Regions from separate parts of the Mus musculus genome. Here regions 2 and 3 are each linked to region 1. Evidence: chromatin contacts called from public HiChIP or PLAC-seq data. All regions are on one chromosome and are shown on one strand. Each heading gives the region's core, a stretch centred on a gene start, on an enhancer-like site or on the middle of the called end of the contact. The rest is flanking DNA. Distances are from core to core; before and after follow the strand shown. Region 1 overlaps Bcl11b (B cell leukemia/lymphoma 11B). Region 2 has its middle 120 kb from the start of Gm52008. Region 3 has its middle 72 kb from the start of Gm52008.

Region 1 (2,824 bases), core at 83-2,582:
GAGTCCCCTCTGCATTAGCTAACCTATATAACTCGGCGTTGAGGCTCTCCATAACGCCAATTATCTCCTCACAGCTAAACGTACACTCCATTAAAACGAGATTTACTGCCCTGGCCATACTTCTTGGGGTAGAAAGTGGAGATTTTTGTGGGTTTAAGGAAAGGAAGGAAGGATGGAGAGTTTCCTGGGAAGGAAGCCATGACACATAAGAACATCCTGTGTCTCCTAGAAGGATAGAAAGCCGCATGGGGTGAGGTTCACTTGCCGTGTGAGAGAACGGGGTGCAGACGTGGAGGCTCCCACACACCTACAGGGCTGTCCCTGCCTTTTCCATTCGCTTCCTGAGTTCACTACATTTTGGCCACTAAATGATGAGTATGATTTATCTGTTTCTGGCACATTCTCGAAACCCACGCCGGGTCGGGGTGGCACGGAACGACACAGCCACTCTGGTGAGTTTGTCCATCAGCACCTCAGATCTCCCAGGAGGGGCCTGGGGAGACGGCACAGTTGGTAGAGCTCTTGCTCACAAGCCTGAGGACCTGCCGTTGATTTCTAGAACCTATGTTAAAAAACAAAAAACAAACAAACAAACAAAAAACAAAACCAAAAAATGCCAGGCACGGTGGCATGAACCTGTGATCTCAGGGCTGAGGAGATCGAGACAGGTGGTCCCTGGAGTGCTCTGGTGAGCCACTTGGGCCTGTTCGGTAAAATCTAGGCCAGTGAGAGGCCCTGTCTCCAAAGGAAACAACCTGAATCCAAGATGGCTGGCTCCCGAGGAACCATCATGGCTCGTCCTCTGGCCTCTGCACTGACAGACTTTGAGTACCTCACTACACACTTGCACCTGCTTATACAAGAACGTGTGTGCATACCCCCACACGCATGAAGAAAAGCCCACTGGAGACATGTGGTTCAGAGAGGCCTGCGACACGCAGGTTGCCCGGGGTCTGACTATGTAGAAACCTTAGGTGATCTTCCATGAATGTGAAGGTTTCGTGGGAGGCCAGGGTTCTGAGGGTGACCAACTGTAGTTGTAGACACTCCGGGGGAACCGTCGTCATTTGTAAGATCACCTGTGCCCTTTGCCCTGTCCTCCCCCACTCTCTGTGACAAACCCCTCTGTTCTCACCCTCCTCGGATCAGCCCCTCGGTCAGCAATTTCTCTTTGTTTCGGGGCTGGGTGGCTGTTTCTCCCAGCCTGACCTTGCACACCTGGTCTGACCACAAAATTGAACGGTTGAAAGAAGGCTGTGTTGGGACCCATGGGGCGCATGGCGTCTGCACCCGAACTTCTCTTTCACTTTGCTTAGACCACCCTGGCCCTGAAGCTGTGGGTTCACAGTTCTCAGCTGTCAAATGAGAGGCTTGTTGCCATAACCAACCTGCTTGAGAGGCGGATAGAGGGCTACCTCCTACGTTACAGGCCTTCACGGATTGGTGTTTGTTTTTATTGTGCTTTTGACATTTGTGAAATTGTTGGTGGTGGTGGTGGTGGCAGATCATCCAGTTGGAAACTCCATGGATTTTCTTTACCTGCATCCTTTGCTGTAGTGAGATTTTTGCTAGACAAATCAGTTCTTGTCTTGAATGGGCTTGAAATTCTTTTTCTTTTTCTTTTTCTTTCTTTATTTTTGTAGAAATTGGAATTTGTTTTATATTCAGCTAAGTTATTTTCTTTAACACACATTTTCTGTCCTTCCCCAGACAGGCTCCAAACCTGTTTTCAAGTTCCGCCTCCAGGGTTTCCCCTCTGCATTGAGGGTCCCATCTCCATGCGTTGGACTCCTTTCTTCTACCAGCCTGTCCTTGCTTTCCTTCCTAAAGTCAGCATTAGGGTGTTCTCAGAGGGCCTTCCCTAGGGCTCCCAAGTTGCTAGGACTCACCTTTCTTATGGACTCGATACTTGAACCCTCGCTGGAAATCACGTAATCACCGATGTCTTGCTGACTGTGGTTCCGTGAAAGCAGCCCTTCTCCTGCTCCATGGCCCTGGCTCACAGTGCTTCATCAGTCTCTGCAGTGTAGAGAGCGAGGCAGGTGGCCACACAAGGATAAAGGGTACTGGGAAGTTGCTGCGAGCATTTGCGTGAAGGAACAGTTTTCCTTCCCAGACATGGTGTGACCTTGGAGACAGAACTCCTGGGAACAGACCGATTCTTAATGTTCAGCATTTAGTTTAGTTCGGGAGGCAGAGTGGGTGGGCAGGGCCAGCCCTCCACCCAAGGCTCTGGAATGCAAAGCTGGATTCTGTGGGGTGGCTGTGGCATCTTCTGCATGCCTCTCCCACAGCAGGCAGAGCTGTGTCTTCCATCATGGCTACCTGCCCTGCATCTAGGTGCGTTCAGAAAGTCTCCCTTGCAGGCGGCCTGCCTCTGCCTTGCTGGACTCTGTCTCTCTCCTCACCTCAGCACCTCTGGTTCTTTCATGTTTGGCTTGACTACAGCCTCTAGACCCACCCCTAATCTTTCTGCTTCTTCCCTTGGTATTTCTGAAGTCCACTTAGTCAATTTGGGTCAGCCTGACAGTATTCTGGGTCTAATGCTTAACTGGACACCATGTGCATACCCCAGACTGTGAGCTCCTGGAGGTGAGGGAAGCAAGAGTCACTGACATTTCCAGTAAGATGTGTCTGTTTAGGGGACTATGGCAATTGGTTTGCCACTGTGGTGAAGGCGGTAAGCACAGAGCTTTTTCTCCCAGGGCGAGTTAACACTTGGTGGATGAAACCACGTGGTCACCTATGTGGCACAGGTCCCACACAAGGAAAGAGAATAATATTTTCTCAAAATTATATCTGCTTCACCATTTCCTACACTTGA
Region 2 (3,019 bases), core at 512-3,011, 690 kb after region 1:
ACAAGGAAAGTGATCTGGTCACCACTATTCATCCCTCCCACGGATTCCTGACCATAAATACAACATGACCAGCCGCATCTCGCTTAGACTAGCCTCCCCTGCCGTGATGACTGTATTCCTTTGAACTGTGAACCAAAAAAGTGATTTCCCTAAGCTAGGTTCTTTTCAGCCATTTTAACATAGAATTTAGGCAAGGGACTGTACAAATGTCTTATCTTATATAGTCTGGTCTGTGGCCCTGGCATCAGGATCCAGTAGAAAGACCAGGGGAGAGACTGAGTGACAGATGGGCCACAGCAGCAACAGTGTAAGAGACAACAGTGAAAATGTTCAATATGACGCAAAGAACTCAGGTTTGGGGTGTATATTTTCACACAAGGCTAATGAATCACACACAAATTTGGTGTGGGCCATCAGTCAGGGATAATCCATATTTTGAGTTTGTGTGAGCAGCTCAGATACAGTCCAAAAAACAACAGGAGGCTCTTTTGTGAGAAAGGGAGGGGGGAAACAAGATATACATGACAGGTGTTGAGGTTAGAGCTCATCCTTTGATGGAGAGAAAGAGAGAGAGACAGAGGGAGACAGAAACACAGAGAAAAAGACAGAGAGATGGAGAGAGAGAGAGAGAGAGAGAGAGAGAGAGAGAGAGAGAGAGTCCCAGAAGAACACTTAGTTTTAATGCAATGACAGAGGGGAATGAAAGGTTTCTATGCGTAAGGAAGAACCAGACCCAAGAGTACAAGGATCCTGGCAATTAAGTGGTGGACCTTTATCACAGGCAGAGCTGATGTGTCCCCCCATGTCCCCTTGTTTAGGTCAGCAAGGTGACCTCATACGCATGTGTGACACAACACTTAATTGGCAGCCAGAGTGAACTCCAGCCTTGGAATCTCTTATGAAAATGAGCCCCAGCAGCTCAGCCTCTGCAGGATTGAAATGGTCCTCGGAGATTCTCACTTCGTCCTCGCAGAGTATGAGTATGGAAATTGAGGCCAGGTGGTGATGCGGGCGACACAATCTGAATCACGAAGTCCTTACTCTCAGAAACAGCAATAATTTCAGCTCCGGCATGGATCTCGGGCCCTTGCTGGTGAATCTCAGCCAGGTCTTTAGATCCCAGTCAGATGAGTGTCACCCACTCTACCCTTAGTTCTGTTATTTCTTCACTTTTTTTCCATCCATTATAGTTTACCAGGATAAGCATGGCCCTAAAGGTTCTCCGGGGTATCATGGAAGAAACATGCTGTTATCTAGTCTCCCACCCTCCTGCCTTCACCCTTGACACCTGCCCAGCCCTGGGTGGTGAGTGCAACACTCACCACCTCCTCATCTGCCTCACTTGCTAGCATCTCTGTGAGACTGTATCGAAGGAAACAATTTATTCCTTTTATCCACTTATTAAATATTGTGTTTGCCTGTCTTAGAACCCACTAGCTTCTACTCATATTAACATTGGCCTATGTAATTTCTAGAGCTTTACCACCTGCCAATCTGTTTTTGTTATGTATACAGCCCTTTCTGTGGCATGAAAACCTTTATGCTCAGAACACTCTTCTGTGTTTGTGAGGTGCTCTCACTGGACTCCTAACGGCAGTCCTGTACTTGAACTCTCTTCCCGGGGATTCTGGGAAAGCCATGGAGAACCCCAATGTCACTCTGTTTCCTTTCCGGCCCGGCTTTTGACCTATTTCAAGCCTGCTGAGGCAGTCTGTGTGTAGGCTGCAGGTTCTGGAAGGTCATGTGATATCCTGACATGAACAGACCACATACTCTTGAGGGTAGCGTCATCTTGTGTGTCTGGTCCAGGGTCACCCAGCTTATGAGGGTTCAGAGAAGTCTCTTCTCCTAGACGACCACAGACTACTCGGAAGATGGATCAAGAGGGAGGTCATCATGGAGAAGAATGTGTGGATAGGAGGTCTTGAGGCCAAGTAGTTATGATATTGAGACTCAGAAGATGAAAATATTGAAAATATTGACAGCACAGGACTCACCCCCACTTTCTTGTGCATCAAGGGTAATAATATTTGTCTATCAGAGCATGAGAGGGCCCAGATTTGAAATTATCATACAGCTGGCAGCTTCTAGCACGACCCCAAAGCCTTCCGTTGTTTGTGCCTCTTGAAACCTCTCACTTTGGATATGAGCAATATCTACTAGCTCTCAGCCAATAAGGAATAAGAGAAAGCTCAGAGGATGTCACATGACCTGGTTAAGAAGACGATAGCTTCCATTTCGTTGATATTTCCCTTTGCTCCTTCATCCATGTTGGTTGTGATAGATAGAATCAACTAGAAAATCATGAGGTTAGTCTCTGGCCAACAAGTAAGCCATAGAGACCATTGGCTCAATAGCCACTGGGAATCCTGACAACTGCTCCAACAATATTGGGAGGTGTTGTCCTGGGCTTGTGCTTGCGACTGTATGGTCACCTAGAGATACACAGGCCGAACACCCCATGCTTGACTTCAGACTCTTAAGGGATCCCTAGGCAGAGGACCCAGCTGGAACAGGCTCAGATTACCTATGCAAGACAGACTACTCAATGTATGTAGATTTAAGCCATTATGCACTGGGGAGGAGGGACTGCTACCCCTGCGATCTATAACTAATACAGGCAAGCTATGAACATTACTATACTGTGTGCTGCCATGATCACCCCCAAGTGAAACTCATTAATATCTCCACCCCCACACCCATACTTGCTTCCAGTCTGAGGGATAAAGAGAGATTATAAATAACACGCCATTTGCTCCTCTCTGATTCTGAGGCCCCAGGAGTTTGCACCAGATGTATGGATGAACATCCAGCTTTCCGAACCTTCTGGATTTCAGGATTTCAGATAAATAGCTTTGGCCTTTCTGAACATTCCCCAAGGATGTCGCTAGGATCAGATGAGGACATGTTGGAGAGCTCACACAGAAAGCTGGGAAGCCCTCCTGTCAGACTGCGAACTATCAGCATGGAATGTTACCAGCGTCCTAGGTCACATTCTGACCTGGCAGAAGAACCCAGA
Region 3 (2,847 bases), core at 95-2,594, 740 kb after region 1:
TCTTTGCAGCTGACCCCAGGCTTGTTTCTCAATGACTTCTACAGATCCAGAGGGACCATGAACATCTATCTACAGCCCTGGTTCCTCACCTGCATCTCTGATGCACAGAGATAGGACTGGGGAAAGCGGCTGCCTGCCTTTTAACCATGCCTGCCTGCCTGACTCTCTCTCTCTCTCTCTCTCTCTCTGTGTGTGTGTGTGTGTGTGTGTGTGTGTGTTTTCTGTCTCTCTTCTTTCAGGGTTAGAGAAACTGGCAGATTGCCCTCAGTTTGTTTCGAGTAGGCTTCCTTTGAGTGCTAAAAAGGAAAGAGTCAAGAACAAAGAACACAAGCACACAGCACTGCACGTTTCTAAGACAATATAAAAAGTTGTTCAGACAATTTGCAAGGAGACTAACAATAAGACCTGAATGATATTTTCCCCTACTGTTGCCACAGTGACAAGGGCCCACAGGCTACACTGGGGTCATGGACCGTTTCCATTGGTCCCCAGTCAAAGGGTTCTGGCATGATCATCTGACTTTTAGGAAGACTCATCTCTTGTTACAGGGCTAATTTTACATCTCAGACCATCTCTCAGTGTCCTGAAAAGGGAAGAGGAAGGCAGATGGATGATTTTTCAACTGACAGGCAACCAGCTGTCAGTACCTGATGACCATGTGTACTGTCCCAAGCAAGGTGCCTCCCCAGCTTTCAGGGAAGCGGAGAGAAGCTCAGAGGTATTTGGGGTACATCACCAGGGAACGTGGGATAAAGGACTCAGAACCGAGAAGAGACTATGCATCATCTCCATCGTACAAACTCTCAGGGCCCCTCTCTCTCAGGCAGAGGGGGAAGAAGGACCCGGTTCATCTCATTCCTGGGGTTCATATTCTGCTGAGGGGATTGGTGGAGGGAACATGAAGGCAGAAATCCTTCTGAAGATTCAGGGGGAGTTGGGCGCTTTGAGAGGGGCTAGAGATCACCAAATCGCTCACAGCTCGCAGCCCGAGGGACTCTGAGGCGGCTAGGTTTCATTGGGGTCCAGGAGCAAAGGAAGGAGTCAGACACGTGGGGAGAGGGATGAGACCCGTGAAAGAGAACGTAGTCAAGCTGGGCAAGGCAGAGAGAGGCTCCAAGGATTGGAACACGCGTCGCTCATTTACCTGAAGCCGCTTCTTACCTCAAAGCCCAGAAAATGGCACAGAAGGGAAAGAGCAGGAGGACAGAGAAGAGCGTTGTGAGAAAATGCGGCTGTTTGGATACAGTGTAATCTTTGCACCATGTGTGCGCAGCAGCTAAGGACCCCTGCACAGGTTGGGTCCTTCGACTTAGCACAGTGTTGGAGCCCCGCCCCTTCCTGAGAAGCCGAAGGCTGCTGATTGGTGCTATAAGAGAGGCTCTCATTTGTCTAATGGTGTAGCCTCCAGGGAGGGGTTGAGAGGGAAAGGGGGTGGGCGGCTTTGAGAGGGTGATGGGGCAAATACAATCACAACATATTGTCTGCACATATGAAGCGGCCAAAAACAAAGCAAAAAGCAGAAGTGACAAGTGGGTGGCATCCTTGGAGGTCGCCTGCGTCCTGGGAAACGGAGTCAGGGGTTTCATTGCAAATGCTTAGGGCAAGGGAAAGCTGAAGGTTTCCCTCCGTGAGCTTTGGGAAATATTAAAGTTTTGCTGATTTACACACACACACACACACACACACACACACACACACACACACACACTGGTGAGCTATGTGCCTGTAACGGAGGGGTGTGACCCCAGAGATGGTTCTTCATCCCTGAGGCCCAGCATAGGATCTCTGCCTCTTCCTGCATCTGCTTTCCTCCCTAAAACCCGAAGTGAGCATACTTGGCAATAGTGAGTCTTAGAACCTGTGAAATATCTCAACAGAGCTTTTGGAAAATTGAAGGTACCAAACTGTGCGTGGCCAGACTTGCCTATCACACAGCCCTGGTGCCGGGAAGACAGGATTGTAAATTCAATGCAAATTTGAATTACCTAGAGAAATTCTGTTTCCGGAAAAAAAAAAAAAGGCAAAGTGAAAGAAATGAAGAGACAGACGTTTCAATGTTATTGTCAGACGAAGGGTTAAAATTGACCCTGAGGAGAGTTAAAGGATGCTTGGGAACATAGAGGGGACAGCCATTTTCTCACACACTGACATTGCGATTAGCAGCCTCATCAAGAAGCTCAGAGATGTACTACCACTAATCCCAAGATGTAAGGCACGAAAAGATAGATCTAGAATTCTAGCCAGTTCTAGGAACCCAGTGTTGCTTGCAGTGCCCCATCCTGCCTTTCGGGACATCTAGATTCAAGGTTAGCTGGAGGGTGGTCGTGGATAGCAGGCAGGGCAAGCGGGTGGGAGAGCTGGCGGGCATACATAGTCTGTGCCTTTGTTTCCCGGTTTGGTTTCAGGCTGTGTGAATCTCTCGGCCTGCTCTTTCACTTTGAGCTGGGTGTTCACACACTTCTCACGAAATCCAACCCGCGCTTCGTTGGTTCCGAGGTGAGTGGGGAGGAACTGCTGAGCCAGGCCCATGGCTGGCCCCATCAAAGGTGCTGGCCAGGCCTCTAGCCCTAGGTCTCAAGCTTGCGGCCCACGGCTTCCTCCAGGCCAGGACGCAGCAGCCAGCTCACCTTGTTTCGAGTTTCTGTTCGGTCTCCTTTCAAGTTTCATTCTGGTGCCCTTCACACAGCCTGCCCCCACCTCTTCCTTCTACGGTGGGGCAGCTATGTAATTCTTGAGACATCCTCAGCCCGGTAGGGAACTTCAGTCTGGAAGGCCAAGACTGTGCAAGGCCCAGCCTGTGCTACTGGAGCTCTGGACCTACAGACATTCTCTGGCTCTGTAGGTTTT

Evidence for each region. HiChIP or PLAC-seq counts read pairs in DNA pulled down with a chosen protein or histone mark.
Region 2: a contact with region 1 is called in an H3K27ac HiChIP or PLAC-seq map of double positive thymocytes, with 7 times the contacts expected there. The contact joins two enhancer-like sites. A contact is called at or near these places in 7 of 115 datasets of contacts at active chromatin or transcription factors (T-cell acute lymphoblastic leukemia, astrocytes, double positive thymocytes and 4 more).
Region 3: an H3K27ac HiChIP or PLAC-seq map of double positive thymocytes shows a contact between it and region 1, with 8 times the contacts expected there. The contact joins two enhancer-like sites. A contact is called at or near these places in 4 of 484 Hi-C or Micro-C datasets (CD8 central memory T cells, cortical neurons, forebrain and 1 more) and 9 of 115 datasets of contacts at active chromatin or transcription factors (astrocytes, double positive thymocytes, effector CD8 T cells and 6 more).

What each region holds. Positions count from the first base shown.
Region 1 is chr12:107,924,734-107,927,557 of GRCm38.p6, reverse strand. All of the region lies in intron 3 of Bcl11b (B cell leukemia/lymphoma 11B), which reads left to right. Among named protein-coding and RNA genes, the nearest start is that of Bcl11b, 77 kb to the left of the region's middle. Within about 2 kb of position 1,332, at least 26 of the 459 cell types and tissues checked have an H3K27ac peak or open chromatin away from gene starts, as enhancers often do. A contact at or near this core is called in CD8 central memory T cells, double positive thymocytes, effector CD8 T cells and 1 more, where this site is marked.
Region 2 is chr12:107,232,878-107,235,896 of GRCm38.p6, reverse strand. No RefSeq gene overlaps it. Among named protein-coding and RNA genes, the nearest start is that of Gm52008, 120 kb to the right of the region's middle. Within about 2 kb of position 1,761, at least 7 of the 459 cell types and tissues checked have an H3K27ac peak or open chromatin away from gene starts, as enhancers often do. A contact at or near this core is called in double positive thymocytes, where this site is marked.
Region 3 is chr12:107,181,993-107,184,839 of GRCm38.p6, reverse strand. No RefSeq gene overlaps it. Among named protein-coding and RNA genes, the nearest start is that of Gm52008, 72 kb to the right of the region's middle. Within about 2 kb of position 1,344, at least 39 of the 459 cell types and tissues checked have an H3K27ac peak or open chromatin away from gene starts, as enhancers often do. A contact at or near this core is called in CD8 central memory T cells, double positive thymocytes, effector CD8 T cells and 1 more, where this site is marked.